2 separate regions of the Sus scrofa genome follow, and region 1 is linked to region 2. Evidence: chromatin contacts called from public Hi-C data. All regions are on one chromosome and are shown on one strand. Each heading gives the region's core, a stretch centred on a gene start, on an enhancer-like site or on the middle of the called end of the contact. The rest is flanking DNA. Distances are from core to core; before and after follow the strand shown.

The links. Hi-C and Micro-C count contacts between places; a contact is called where the count stands out from the background.
Region 1: a Hi-C map of skeletal muscle shows a contact between it and region 2, with 12 times the contacts expected there. The contact joins two enhancer-like sites. A contact is called at or near these places in 3 of 5 promoter capture datasets (fetal liver, fetal skeletal muscle and liver), 14 of 47 Hi-C or Micro-C datasets (alveolar macrophages, brain, embryonic fibroblasts and 9 more) and 1 of 2 datasets of contacts at active chromatin or transcription factors (skeletal muscle).

What each region holds. Positions count from the first base shown.
Region 1 is chr14:71,711,319-71,714,459 of Sscrofa11.1, forward strand. The region is part of intron 1 of TET1 (tet methylcytosine dioxygenase 1); the gene reads left to right. Among named protein-coding and RNA genes, the nearest start is that of TET1, 37 kb to the left of the region's middle. Within about 2 kb of position 1,828, at least 72 of the 83 cell types and tissues checked have an H3K27ac peak or open chromatin away from gene starts, as enhancers often do. A contact at or near this core is called in epiblast stem cells, fetal liver, fetal skeletal muscle and 5 more, where this site is marked.
Region 2 is chr14:71,664,400-71,667,521 of Sscrofa11.1, forward strand. No RefSeq gene overlaps it. Among named protein-coding and RNA genes, the nearest start is that of TET1, 9.7 kb to the right of the region's middle. Within about 2 kb of position 1,357, at least 58 of the 83 cell types and tissues checked have an H3K27ac peak or open chromatin away from gene starts, as enhancers often do. A contact at or near this core is called in epiblast stem cells, fetal liver, fetal skeletal muscle and 5 more, where this site is marked.

The sequences.
Region 1 (3,141 bases), core at 578-3,077, 47 kb after region 2:
TAAACTGTTTAATGGGCACAGAGTTTCTGTTTGGGATAATGAAAAGGCTTTTGAAATGGAAAGCAGTAATAGTTGCCCAACATCGTGGATGTACTTAATGCTACTAAATTTTACACTTAAACATGGTTGAAATGGCAAATTTAATGTCATGTGTATTTTAACATACATGCAAAAATCTCTACAGAGAAAAATGTAGGGTTAAAAGGTCTTGCATCCATTTTTCAAAACTTGTATTTGGTCCTGTTTTTCTACCTATTTCATGATTGCTTTATCCCCCGCAGAGAGCTTTTTAGTGTGGGTTCAGTGTACTTGAAGTTGCCATGGTGGATGTGGTGAGGTTAGGATCCACTGGTTTTGCATGTTTCTCACATTTGTTAAAAAGTTTGAGGGTGGGTGCATGAGGGAGAGGTAGTTTAAAGTGGGAAAACAATACATGTTGCACTTCCCATTCCAACAAGAGAAGCGTGCTTTTGTGGCAAACCGAAAGTCTGGGAATCAAGGGTGATGAAATACAGGCTTTCCGGCCCTCACTCTGTTCCTGATTTCTGGTTGTGGGAATCTGTTCTGAATCCAACTGCAAGTGGAAAACCTATCTTTGGCTGAGCAGCCAGAGAGGCCCTCTTGCCAATCCCCCAAATGTGCCGCTGAAACTCTGGCCCTGTGAGGATGTCTTCCCAAGATCTGTGCAGCTGTCAAGGTGGCTGTGATGGGACTGTGACTGGCCTCTGCACTGCATTTTGGCAGTGACCTTGAGACCTGCCAGCTCAAACAGCTGTCCTGGTTCTTCCTCCGCTGCCACTGTTGCATGTCCTGGAGACTGAAGGGAGGGAGCTAAACTCCTCTGGCTCTGTCATTCCCAGGGTCTGGCAAGTCCCAACTGTGGTGCCCGGCTCTCCCAGTGCCTACCACCCACTGGGCATGGGGGCCATCCAGGTGTGTGACTGTGGGTGGCTGCTTGTTTCGCCGCTGGCTCAGCTCCCCATCTCTGGGAAGTAAGTGGCTCTGTCTGACCATCAGCCTGTGCGCAGGCAGGCTCCACGTGGAAACCTGCTTGGCAGCTCTGTGGAGAGATGCTCAGTGACAATTGATGATCTTGGGAGACAGAGGAGCCAAAAGTGCCCCTTCTGCCCCAGAGGTCTAAGTCTGCCTTCTGGAAGGGATGGATTTCTTTGGGAGATGAAGGTCATCAGAAATGTCCAGAACAAGAGAAAGAAATGTTTTTGAAATCTCCAGCCACTCAGAGTGGCAAATGTATTTTGAAAACTCCTCCCCCCTCCTTGTCCTCAGCCTGTCCTTTTCCTTTTAAGTGGCCTTATTATTATTTTTTAATCCGCCTTTGTCACTGGACATTTATTGACAGAAATCAAATTGCTGTGTTTCTGGGCAAAGCGCCTGCTGCAAAGAGGTGTGGTTCCCGAGGAATGAGACACGCAGCCCAACAGCTGAGCCTACACTGTCCTCATATAACCTCCCTGCCTTAAATATCGCCAATATTTAGCCTTGCCTTATAAAGTAAAAATGCACAATACCTTCCAGAGTTTCAGCAAGCCCAAATGCCCCCCTCAGCTCGGTTATATCTCCTGTACGTTGGAGGCAGGGCCTCGCACCCCTCCCCCCACCCCGTGCAGACCTGCCCTCGGAGCCACCCAGAGGTTACTAATCAGGGAGACTCCGCCATCGATCCGATGGTGGAGACCTGGGGGATTTGTGTGCATTGTTTTTGCTGAAGCCTCCTGTGATTTCGGCGCGACCAGATCCTCTGCAGAGAACTCCATGTCGCAGCTTGTGGCTGCCTGTGTCCTGTGGTGAGAGCGGAGCTGCACAGGAGATCCTTTGTCTAGGAAGGCTAGGCAGAGATCACTTTGGAGTTTCTAAGCTCTGCATTGCCATTGGCTGCACTCTTTGTGGGGCTGTTTTTGCAAAAGGCATGCCCAGCACGTCTACAGTGCTGGCAGGCCAGGGCTGCCTTTAAACACCATGATAATAATACCAAAAAGCAGTTTGCAGAACTGTTCCACTGTAGAGGCTTCCTCTGCAGAAGCAAGCAAGATGGCTACCTCGTGGGCTTCGCTGTGAAGAATGCAGAGGCTAATTAAGACAGACTTTAAGGGGAAAAAAGGGTATTTCCCTACTTCATCTTTATGCAAGGCTTTTTTTCAGTGACTTTTAAAATATACATTTTACATAAGCTCTTTAGGTTCTGCCTAGCAAACATGTTGATGATTTTAGATGGTCTAAGTAGTTTTATAGAGAAATAGCCAAAAATTTTGGGGGGGTGGGAGCTAATTTTTTCTCTTAAACGGAGGCTCATTTTGCAATTTGATTTTTTTTAGGTTATAAAGGAAAACAAGAGGCCCCAGAGGGAAAAGAAGCCCAAAGTTTTAAAGGTAATCAGCTATTGATTAAATCATATTTATTTTTTTCCATTTCATATAGTATTTTTCTGTCACTTAGGGGTAAATTTGGAGTAGTGGATGTGAATTCTCCTGGATTTTCAGTAGATTAATGAATTTTTACTCAACTAAAGTGTTTTTTTTTCTCTCTCTCTCTCTTTTTTGATGTGCTGCATAATGTGCATATTAGCATCCTTTATTTTCAACTCCACACAAGTCTGCAGAAGGAAAACTTTATATGCAAAGTGTTGTGAATAAAATTTGTGGGTTTTTTGGTAGCTCCCTTTGTAGCATCTGCATTTGTGGTGCTGCACCAGTGTGTAAACTTAAGCTCTTAAGGAGAAAGACACTATTTAAAGTTGACAGCTATAATCCATTGTGATTTTAACAGACCTTCCATTAGATACTATTTTAAAATGTGTTATTTTTCTTTCCAAAGGAAAAGGTTCTTGGAGGTTTTAGTTCAACTTAAAATATGTAAGCCATTGAGATTTTACAGCCAAATTACAATTGCTTAATCTCATTATATCACCTTTAGTTTTGGCATTCAAGGAGCTCTAGGAATGTGCATATATTTTTTTATTTTCAGTAGTTTGCCTAATGAGTATTTAGTAGTTACTTAATTCAATTATAAGCTAGCCATTTGTGTCATGAGCTTTGTACAGTAGTTAAAAGGGTTAATTTAAAAGCATATGGCATTACTAAAAGTTCAAAGCTAGCTTTAGTTTAGCACATAGGTGTTAAAGGT
Region 2 (3,122 bases), core at 107-2,606:
GCAGAGATTTTCCCCAAAGTAAGGAACTGTGTCTGATAAGTAGTATGGACTCAACTAACTTGGATGGAATTAAGAGAATGAGCATTGCCATGGATATTTTTCTACATCTTTGTGATTTTCTCAATGCTGTACTTTTAAAAGTTACTAATTTCAATTAATTAGCAAAAGCCAGGATATTGCTAGTCCATGACAGTCTTTCTCCTTTTGTTGCCTTAAGAAAATCAAGTTTTGAGTCACATTCTCTCAATATTCTGTTCAGTTAGGTCCTAGGAGATTTTGTCTGACAAGATATTAACAATCAGGCTTTTGGAAACATTGACTGAGAAGAGTCCATTTTTACAAATAACATTTATTTTAAACACCACATTTCTTTCTCCAATCAAGTTTTCTGACTGTAGCACTGAAAACACTGTAGGGCAATCACTAATTTGTTCTGCTTGCCAACCCGGAATGTGTGTTCCTCCTGGGTATGAGGCAAATTTTACTTAACTGTATGCCTAGATCCTAGCTCAAGAATAAACTTGAATTAATCAATCAATGAGGAAGGTTAAAAGTTTAGGCATCTTTTTCAAAAGAGCAATCTGGTTATGCTTATTAAAACAGATACAACAAAGAATAAAAATGATGTGCAAAACGGGGGTAGAATAGTGTGAAAGGCAATAATAGAATGAGTCTTTCTCTTCTGTTGACGTTTGACCTGGGAGGAATGATTGTTCCATGAACAGCATTTTCCTTACCACAGTGACTCCATTAAAGATCTAGGTTCCTATTGCTGTTTAATAACTGACTGCTGGAAGAAACAACAGTCATCAAACATTTCAGGAGAAATTGAGATGCCTCAGTCAGTCTTTTGGGGTAATGCCACTGGTTATTCCTCCTAATGATGAAAACTTACTTCTTCTCGTGCCTTCATTTCTTCCTCCGTAAAGTGAATTACCGCCAAGGTACAGGGGCATATAACTAACAAAAATGTTATGATGACCTTTGCAGACATCAAGCTCTGAGTCAGGGAACACAACCCTCCTCTGGCTTCTCTCTTAGGTGCTGAGGGCAGTTTTCCATTGCTTGCGACCCAGATATTGCTCGATGGTGTCATCCCTGACCAGGCATCCCGTTAATGTATCTACAAACATCCATTTAGAGCCCCTAAAACTTTTCTCTCAGCCCGACAGCCCCTAGGAAAAAAGATAATGACAAGAAAACCTTGACACCTCACCCCCTCCTCTCCCTCTCCAACATTTTCCTTTGACCTAAAAAAAAAAAAAAAAAAAAAATTGGGCCGGAGGAGGGCCAAGGGGGCGGGGTAAGGGTCGAGAGGGGAGTCCAGCTCCAGTTTGGGGAAATCCAGCTCGCGTTTTGCCTCTCTCTCAGCGGTGCAGGGTCCAGGGAAGGCAGAGCTTCACTCCCCGAGGTCTGTCCTGGGGAGACACTGCTACTCCGGGGGGCTGACCTGGCGGGGAGTGGAAGAGCAGTCTGCTCCCGCGCCGCTTTGTGAGCGCAGCGGCTGGGCCCCTCTGCTCCAGGGTCTGCCCCCCCGGGACGCCCCCTGCCCCGCCCCAGTCATGCAACTCTACCTGCCTCTTCACTGTGGACCTTTGGGAAGCAGCCGCCCACTCCGGGGGCTCGGGCCCTGACCCTGCCAGGCGGCCGGTAGGTGTCCGCCCCGGGCCCGCCCGCGCCTTTCGCGCTCGCCGGGGCCCCGGGGCTCCGAAGTTTTTGGGGACCAGCGCAAGTTGGAAAGTTTGCCTGAGGGCTAGTACAGGCTTGGAGCTCGGGGGACCCGCGCTGCCCTCGGAGCCTGAGTGGGCCAGTGGTGAGTTGGAGCCGGGGCAGAGGGCAGGGGTCCGGAGACCGTACGCCGAGGCCGGAAGGGGTGGCGAGGGGCAGTGAACTGCTGGGGCTGGACGAGGGCTGGGGCTCGGCGTCCTAGGGTCCACCGGAGCTTCAGGGTGGGCCCGCTCCCCGCGGCGACCCCCCGCCCAGGGCCGCTTGGGGCGCTTTTGTTGCGGGTGGTAAACAATGCCCCTGGCCGGAGGACGCTGCCGCCAGCCCCGAGGCCGGGCTGCTGCACAGGGTGGGGAGAGCGGGGGCGCCCTGGGCTAGGACCCTGGGCCCCGCTGGAAACCGGATTGGGGAGGGCAAGTGTGGCCTGGGGAGATCCCGGACTGTGCGCGCTAATGATCCTCTTAGGAGAATCCGAGGTCCGGGTGACTCCGGCTGAGGAAGGGGAAGAGTTTGGTCAAGTTTCTGATGGGGAGCCTGGGCTGACCCTTGCTGGAGCATATCCCCAGACAAGCTTTCTCCCTTCCCCATGCTCATATAGGGGGCCGCTTCGTTGGGAAAACATTTGGCACTTGTCTCCTTTCGGGGAGGGGGCTTCAGGGACGGAAGTTTTGGAGTGAAGGTAGTAGGGGAGTCTTGCCAGAGGTTGACCCGGAATTAAGCCAATCCGGGAAGAAGAGAGTAGGGAAGAGAATAGTGTTCTGTCAAAATGACCTTCTAAAAACTCCGATGTGCGCTGCTCGGTTGCGGAACGCGCTGGCTTGCCTTCGCATCGGTCCCACTTCCCTCCAAGGGTGGGAAGTGCGCAGAGCTGGGGTGCGGGGACCCGCCGTGCGGCACGTGAGGGGCTGGGGCCGGAGGTGGCAGGGGCCGCTGCCACTTCACGTGTCGGGGGGAGGGACTGGGCTAGATTTCTCTCCCTCTCTCCTCTCTTCCTTCCCTCCCATCCCTCCCTCTCACCCACACTCCCAAAGGATTCGGCGTCTAAGGGCTGTGAGCAATCCATATATTTCTACAAAAAGTGGTCAGGAAGTTGCTGGCCGGCCACAGGCCAATTTCCACGGTGATGGGGAACACAAATTGGGTATTTCTGACCCAATAAAAATCAATGTATAACAAGAGAACAGGTATCTTTGAACTAGGAATCTTTCCCCCGCCCCCAACTCCTCGTCCTCCTTAACTAACCAGCTTCTGCTGGTCGCTCCAGTGCCTCTTCCCCTCTTCCACAGTTCCAGTCTCCGACACAAAATGAGCTGCGTAATACATACCGGTAATGATCAGTTTATAAAGAGATGCTTGAAAAGTGTTTCAAGACCTTGGGGGAGGAAAAGAGTAGGTAC